Linked DNA regions of Arachis hypogaea: region 1 is linked to region 2. Evidence: chromatin contacts called from public Hi-C data. All regions are on one chromosome and are shown on one strand. Each heading gives the region's core, a stretch centred on a gene start, on an enhancer-like site or on the middle of the called end of the contact. The rest is flanking DNA. Distances are from core to core; before and after follow the strand shown. Region 1 holds the start of LOC112712659 (phosphatidylinositol N-acetylglucosaminyltransferase subunit A). Region 2 has its middle 21 kb from the start of LOC140175251.

Evidence for each region. A called contact is a pair of places that touch in the nucleus more often than the background predicts.
Region 1: a Hi-C map of leaf shows a contact between it and region 2, with 2.9 times the contacts expected there. The contact joins the promoter of LOC112712659 here to the enhancer-like site in region 2. A contact is called at or near these places in 2 of 8 Hi-C or Micro-C datasets (leaf and an unstated tissue).

Annotation. Positions count from the first base shown.
Region 1 is chr9:119,638,448-119,642,613 of arahy.Tifrunner.gnm2.J5K5, forward strand. It overlaps LOC112712659 (phosphatidylinositol N-acetylglucosaminyltransferase subunit A), which reads right to left and starts at 1,853. Exons shown (of 8, transcript XM_072203720.1): 1 at 1-1,853.
Region 2 is chr9:119,594,240-119,598,910 of arahy.Tifrunner.gnm2.J5K5, forward strand. No RefSeq gene overlaps it. Among protein-coding and RNA genes, the nearest start is that of LOC140175251, 21 kb to the left of the region's middle. Within about 2 kb of position 2,597, at least 1 of the 3 cell types and tissues checked has open chromatin away from gene starts, as enhancers often do.

The DNA of each region.
Region 1 (4,166 bases), core at 603-3,102, 43 kb after region 2:
GCTCAAAATAAAAAACAAATTTCTTGATTTTAGCTAAGTAATTTTTGGTAGAAAGACTCGGTTTCTTCACACTTTTTAGCTTATTCTTGAATTGTCTCAATTTTGTTTTGTTTGAACTTTGAAGCAATGAAGTGCTGCTACAACTTGAATATTTGACTAAATGCTTAAAAGACTGAATAACAAAAGACTAATACACAAGTTTAAAAAAAAAATTGAAAAGCTGATTGAAACAGGGGAAAAAGAAATCCAAGGGTCACTTTCGCTCTCATCCAAGGCTGTGCTGGATTGGAAACAACCAAAAAAACTGAAGCAGCTTAGGGGTTTTTTGGGTTTGACCAAGGTTGCGAGAACCGGACTGGTCAAGTAACTGGTTCATTGGTTCAATGGTTCAACCGAGGTCGAACCGTGGTTGAACCGGTTTAGTTAAATATAACATAAAATTATTAAAAATTCAAAGTGGCATATATTGTGAGATAAGGTGCAGAGCAATTAAAGCATTGTATGAATTAAAATTGGTCGAAGCTTGGTTCTTTCATTTAAGTTTCTCAATCTTCATGTATATATAACACATTAGCAACTTCTAAGCTTGGTCAAACAATATCAGTTCCTGATATAACAGAAGATAATGATCCATTATAGGCTACCTAAATTTGAGGCCACAAATTTTAGTATGGTGCAGGGAGAAAAAGAAATCAGTATAGTCTTCAATTTGAACTAGAAGAAGCAATTCCACAGCACAGTAAGAAGCTCAGAATACACAAAAACTGAACAATTAAATTAACTAAACAAAAAAAAAACACAATATAAAAGCATGAATAACCTTTATAAATTAGGTTTCCATTCCTGAATTTTCCATTTTCATAAATTAGGTAATCTTTTTGTTCTTTACTTCTTAACTTCATTCTCTTTTTCTATGAATAAACTACTCCTTGTTTGAACTTCATCCAACCATTATTTTAAAGCTATATAGTAAATCCAATGCAGAATTGTAGCAATGTTTCTCTTTTGAATCAATGACAGCAAAATAACAATTTACCAAAATAACAAGTAAAACAGATTGGATTTATAACCCAATCTGGCAATCTCAGTAGAATTAATTCAATATCAATCTCAGCAAATATAATCTCAGCATAATTAATAAATTAAACTTAAAAAAAGTAAATTTATAACTCAATCTTAGCAGAATTAATTCAACATCAACTGACTGAATTCAAATAAAACTTCAGAAAATGAATATCTCAAAACTCAGCAGAATCATCAATAATATATCATATGTATATTCAGAACAAAATAAAGAAGAAAACAATGTAATACAATTACAACAAATTGAACATTATTGAAGAGGATAAAGGGGAGGTTTTACGTTATCTGGATTGCCAGCGAAGGAGAGGAAAAGACAGCATAGAGCCAGCGAGATAGAGAAATTCAAATTGGGAATTTTAGTAACGTGAAACAGATAAGCGACGACAGTGAGACACGGAGCAGAGAGGCAGCGACGACAAGACTGGCGGGGAGACGAGAAGGGGACACAGAAAAAAACGACGAGGAGGTGAGAAGAAGAAACGACACGGCAAGGAGGGGAGAAGCAGTGACGACCCACGGCGAGGATTGGAGAAGCGGCAACGACCAACGATGAAGAGCAAAGAAGCAGCGACAAAGAGAGCTCGAACAGAAAAACGGCGATGCCAACAACAGCCCCGAACCGACCTTAGCTTCTGGCGACGCGAGGAGAAGAGCAGAATGAAAGGGGAGATGGTGATGGTGGCTCTGATAGGGTTTCGCCGTTTAGGAGAATCTAGGGTTGGTGAGGGTGTTTGTTAGAGAAAGAAAGGGGATAACTCAGCATTGGGTTTTTGTTTTTTCTCTGGAATCAAAACGGCGCCGTTTTGATTGTTGGATCAGCGAACCGGGACTTGAAAAAACCCGGCCGGTTCACTCGGTTTGCCGATTAACCACCGGTTCATCCGGTTTTTAAATCGGTTTTTTGCATAACAGTTCTAAAGACAAATCGGACCGGTCAAATGACTGGTTCCCGGTTAATTCGGTCAAACCGGCCAATCCGTTCCGGTTTTCAGAACCTTGGGTTTGACAGCTCAAACTCAAAAACAAATTCACTAACCTTCCACCGACAGCAGGATGACGACGGCTACTAGACGGCGCAGCAGCTGGAAGCCTTGAACACCGAAGTCACCGACGAAGACTGGACGACGTGCCGAGCTAGAAAGCCTAGAAGAGAAGGTCTGACCGCATAGATTTGGAACAGGGGAAAGAGGAGGATTGAGAAGTAGAAAGCGGATGAAAGACTGCGGCGAGTAGGAGGATTGAGAAGTAGACAGCGGCGCAGCAGAGAAGTGGATGACGGCTTGATCGAGAGGAGGAGGAAACGGCGACACTTGTGATGATTCTTCCTCTATGTGAGCGCGACGGCGGCGAAAGAGAGCACCTTCGAAGCTAGAAGCCTTGAACATAACACAAAAGAAGGAGACACCGATAGAAGGAGCACCTTCGAATGGGACAGTGGCTGCGGTGAAATAGAGCTAGCGCCAGCGGGACCGTGGCAGCGCGAAAGGGAGGGACTGAGCTCGCCGGCGTTGAGAGGAACGGCTAGCTCGAGGGTGATGGGAGGGACGAGGGAGCGTGTGCTGCTGCGCCGTTGGAGATTTGGAGTGGGTTAGGGTTGGTAACGCAAGAGTTGGGGAGGGGGTTACTGAAAGCTAAACGCGCATTTTGAGTGTTTTTGGGCCAAGCAAAAAATCGGCCGGGTCTCGGTTCGGTTCGACTGACTGGTTACCGGCCGGTTTAGCGGTTCAACAACGGTTTTTATTTTTTTCGGTTTTGGCATAAAACCGAATCGTAATTCTCACCGGTTCACGGTTCGAACCGGTTTTTAGAACATTGCTCCTACTTGTATATTTGTTGTGGAACTTTCATCCAGGTGTCAGCCTCACTAATTTTAGGAATAAAGAAAAAGGAAAAGAAAAGGTAAACCGTAGGGCTCCTTTTCTCTATCTGGCCTGCTTCCTCCCACTCTCTCTTTGATCTGCTCCGTTGCTCTCCGAGCTGCGCCGGCATTCCTTCTTCGCCGTAGCACCCTACCGCACCGACAATATTGACACTTCTCTCTCTGGTCTGCTTCGTCGCACTTCATGTCGCCCCGGCTTTCCAAAAATGGCGACGGCGAACACTTTCCATTTGTTAGATGACGACGCCGAGGACCCTTCACATAAAATCGCCGCGGCGGCACTGACGTCTCCACCCAAGAAGGGTTCAGCTGCGGCGGCTCAGCAGCAGAAGCAGCAAACTCAGTTGCCTTCTCAGGCTGGTGAGCATTCTATTTTGATTGATTCATTAGTTTATTCCTTTTTTCACTTCTCTTTTTGTGTTGTTTGATTTAATTTTTCATATTTTTTTGTTTTGGTTGAAACTGTTGGGCTTTTCATTTGACATGTTGGCTTTTATTGATGGGTTTCAATAGTGAACTCAGATTTATATGTTCGGTGTTTTTTTTTTGTTGACGTTCTATATAAATTCATAAATTGCCACCAATGAGGCATAACTCACACGGTATTCCGCCCCCTCCCCATCTCAAAGGTCTCGTGTTTAGGGTTTAAGGTTTAGGGTTTAGGGTCTAAGGTCTAGGGTCTAGGGGCTAGGGGCTAGGGTCTAGGGTCTAGTGCCTATGGGTCTATGGGCTTAGGGGTTTAGGTGTTTAGGTGCTTAGGGGCTTAGGGGTTTAGGGTTTAGGGATTTAGGAGTTAGGAGTTAGGGGTTAGGGTTTAGGGTTTTAAGGGTTTAGGGGTTAGGGTTTAGGGTCTAGGGGTTTGGGATTTGGGGTTTAGGGGTTTGGGTTTAGGGTTTAGGGTTTAATTTAGTTTCAAAGTAAATATTTAAGTATTCAAATCTCGAATATAATACTCTACATAATCAATATTTTAGAAAATAAAAAAAAAAATATTGCAAAGTAATTAAAAAATAACAAAATATTTATGAAATTTTCATTCAATCATTGATAGTCAAAGACATATAAAAAAACATAAAAACAGATATCAAATAAAAAGAAACGATTTTCTTTCTGCATCTAATTGATAAGACAAAAAATTTTATTTTTTTACATTAAATTAATAAAAACAAAAGGTGATATAATACTATTTTTATATGTCAAAAGT
Region 2 (4,671 bases), core at 1,347-3,846:
ATTTTTTCCTTCTGGTATTGCATCTTTTGTTGATTAAGCATGAAAACAAATATTTGTTTAAAAATAAATTTAGATTTTTTTATTGGATTTAATCTTTGATTTCAGCTAAATCAAGTGCTATATATTGTTCTCTTACAAAAGTATTTATTAGTTGGATTCACGTCTAAGCCACTTTTACCTATTTTCTTGGTGCCGGATCTTTTTTACCTGATTTTTTGTGAAACATGTGATAACCAAGCAAATTGAAGGTGAATTTAAATTGGTCATCATCACGCTAGTTAAAGAGAATTTTTCAGCTTTTCACATCTCTTTTGGACTTTATTATGGTATCAATTTGTATGTTAAATATTGTTTCCAAGTATAACTAATAAGGTTGATTAAAATTGGTTATTATTCGACTAATTAATTAATTTTTTTCCGCTTTCACATCTCAATATGACTTTCGTGTATGGACGTATGGTAAATATTCACTTTTCTCTTACATTATTACACTATTACCTATATATCAGTATGAATATTGAGTAATGCAGCTTATTTGATACAGAACACTACTTAAACAACTCACGAAAGATATTCGTGACCTGATTAATCTAATTTTAAAATTGGCAGAATGAATTTAAGAATGTTATGAAAAAAATTATGTAAAAGGTGTAAGAAAAAGGAAGTAGTACACCAAATAAAATAGATGTGTGGTGTAAAATAGCTGGAGCTAAAAGAAAAAAAATTTATGGATTTAGAATAGAATTTATTGTAATGGAGAAAAAGTCTAATTATCGTAGTTTTAAGTCATCTGATTGATTGAGAAGATTAAAATATAAAAAAATAATTAAAAAAATGCAAGAGAAAAATGATGATTTGAAAATTAGATTGGAAAAGACAGGAAAAGGATTTGAACTTAATAATTGTTTACTTTAACCAATAATAAAAAAAGTTAATTTTAAAATTTTGAGTTCATAACCACAAAGTGAAAAAATAAATACAAGAAAGGACAAAGATGGTGAACATACCTCTAAAAAATGATTATGCCATTGTAATTATAATTTTAGTTGGTGATTAAAGACTTTAAGGTAGCGTTTGGAAGAGAAATAGAGATTGAGAGACTGAAATTGAGAGACAGATATTGAAATAAGTCTCAGTATTATGTTCGGTATAAGTGGGAGACAGAGATTGAAATAAGAATAAAATTTTAATTTAATTTGTACAAAAGATAAAGTTAGAATTAATTAATTGAAATGTGGATATTTTAGGTATAAAATATTATTAAAGTTTTAATTTTTAAAAGTACTAAAATACTAAAATTTTAGAGATAGAGACTGAAATTTTAATACAAATCTCTAAGTCAACAAACATAATACTGAGTTCTATTCTCCCAATTTCTGTCCTAATATCTCAAAACAAATGTTACCTAAATGATGTGATTAGTAATTAGAGACATTAAAATGATGTAATTAGTTTTAAAAGCAATACTTTTATAAATCTATGTTCGATGATTTTTATATTTTGTTAAATTATAATTGTATATAAAAATCAGAGTTTAAAAATAATAGATGTAAAATTTAGTAAAAAAAAATAGATAAATAGAAAATTAGGATCAGCGATCGATTTAGCTACCATAAAGCCTGGTCGTTATCAGCAATAGAAAATTTGGTTACTAATGGTTGGTCACTAATTAGCGACCGATTTTGCGACAGAAAATTCAGTCACCATTTAGCAACCAATTTGGTTAACGATTGATTGTGTTTGATGAGGATTTAGTAGTTTTAATTGAAAATTGGTCACTGTTTCAAATTTAGCGACCAAGATTTTGGCAACTGCGAAAATCAGTCAGTAGTAACATTTTTTCTTCTCAATGTCCTTTTTGTCAAAAAATCGCAAATCTTTTTAAAGGAAAAGTTTTTATATTGGTAATCATTGTGGTGAATCAATTTTATTTATGTACTAAAATCAAATATTATTAGCTGTTAAATATGTTAATTGTTCGTTTCAAATTTAAAAATAGGATAAAATTAAACTTATTTAAAAATTTTTATGATTGAAATAGGATGTTCGATACTTTTTAAGACAAAAATAAGACATTTAAAATATTAGAGACCGAATTAAAATTTGATCCAAACATTAAACACGATTAAAATAATAGTATATCCTAAGTAATATATCTTACTTATTTTTAGCGAATATTTTTTAATATGTTTTCTACTATTTTTTAGATTATATTTAAACTTTTATATACATAACAATAAGATATAATTATAATTAAATAATAACAATTATGCTAATTTGTTATATAAAAATAAAATATTTTAAACTTTTACATTATAAATTTTTTTATACCATATCATAAAATAAAAAAAAAAGCATAGAGAGCCAAGTGTCCACTAGAATTTAAATTATTTTATTAAATTCATAATTTGATTAATTGACATCAATGACATGTTTAAATAAAATCTACTCTAATTTATTTTCACTTCCACTCATCATTCATCATACAAAATTACAAATCCTAATCCCTCTTTCTAATACCCCACGCTGCTGCGGTTTTGTCCTTGCGCCGCTAGCTTCGTCGTAGCACCGTACTCGCACACCATCGCCGGTCATCCTTGCATCCTTCTTCGCCACCTCATCTGCCATTTGTGCAGGAAAGACAGCCACTATCGCGCTTCTACTTCACCCTCCTCGCGTCCCATCGCAACTCCCCATCGCTTGCCCGACGCACCCTTGCCGCTCGCGACTCCCCATTATTCGCCACTCGCACCCCACGACTCTCCATCCGTCGCGACGCAGCCACCACCAGGTCTCCATTCACGATGCGCGATCAACTACTCCGATCTATAGCGACTCCTCCACTCATCACAACACGCCACCGCGAGTCCCCACTGTCCACGCAACGCCATCCAAGACGTCGTCGCCGGCCACCGTACGGCTCTTCTCCTCCTCCTCCTATTTGGTTTTGAATGATTTTTTTAACTAGTTTTTTATGTTTCTTTTTTCTACATTTCAGATGATTTTTTTTATTAGTTTTAGATAATTCTTTTTCCTAATTTTGTATGTTTTTTTAGGATTTGGATGATTTTTTATTTTATGTTTTGGAGTTTTGAAATTTTTTTTAAAAGAGGAATTAATATTTGTGTAATAAATAGTAAAAGGTGAATTAAAGTAAGAAGAGGCAATTAATAATCATTAATTTTGTATCTTTTAAAAAAAATTAAATAACCATTAGTTAATAACAATTAATGTTATTAATTAATATAAAATATAATTCAAAAATATTTGTTGAGTTATTGTTAACTAGACCTTCTTAATTTTTTTGTGGGATTGATTCTTTCCTCCTGGCATTGCATCTTGTGTTGATTAAGCATGAAAACAAATATTTGTTTAAAAAATAAATTTAGATTTTTTTATTGGATTTAATCTTTGATTTCAGCTAAATCAAGTGCTATATATTATTCTCTTACAAAAGTATTTATTAGTTGGATTCATGTCTAAGCCATTTTTACCTATTTTCTTGGTGCCGGATCTTTTTTACCTGCATTTTTTGTGAAACATGTGATAACCAAGCAAATTGAAGGTGAATTTAAATTGGTCATCATTACACTAGTGTTAAAGAGAATTTTTCAGCTTTTCACATCTCTCGGACTTTATTATGGTATCAATTTGTATGTCAAATATTGTTTCCAAGTATAACTTGATTGAGAAGATCAAAACATGAAAAAATAATTAAAAAATGCAAGAGGAAAATGATGATTTAATTATTAGATTGGAAAAGACAGGAAAAGGATTTGAACTTAATAACTGTTTATTTTAACCAATAATAAAAAAAATTAATTTTAAAATTTTGAGTTCATAACTACAAAGTGAAAAAATAAATACAAGAAAGGACAAAGATGGTGAACATACCTCAAAAAAATGATTATGTCATTGTAATTATAATTTTAGTTAGTGTTTAAAGATTTTAAGGTAGCGTTTGAAAGAGAGATAGAGATTGAAATAAATCTTAGTATTATGTTCGGTGTAAATGGGAGACAGAAATTGAAACAAAAATAAAACTCTAATTTAATTTATACAAAAGATAAAGTTGGAATTAATTAATTGAAATAGGGTATTTTAGGTATAAAATGTTATTAAAGTTTCAGTTTTTTGAGGTACTAAAATACTAAAATTTTAGAGATAAAGACTGAAATTTTAATACCAGTCTCTGAGCCAACAAACATAATACTGAATTATAGTCTTTTAATCTCTGTCCCAATACCTCAAAACAAATACTACCTAAATGATGTGATTAATAATTAGAGACATTAAAATGATGTAATTAGTTTTAAAAGCACAATACTTTTATAAATCTATGTTCAATGATTTTTATATTTTGTTAAATTATAATTGCATACAAAAATCAGAGTTTAAGAATAATAGATGTAAAATTTAGTAAAAAAAAATAGGTAAATAAAAAATTAGGATCAAAATTTTGAATATAATTAGAGTAAGTTTTGATTTAAAAATGTTATTTATGTCAATTAATCAAATTTTGAATTTAAAAAAATAATTTAAAATTAATCATTATTAATTGAGTTGTTCAATTATTGACTAGTAAACACTTGACTCTCTGTACTTTTCTTTAATTTTATGATATGGTATAAAAAAATTTATAATGTAAAAGTTTAAAAATTTTGATTTTTA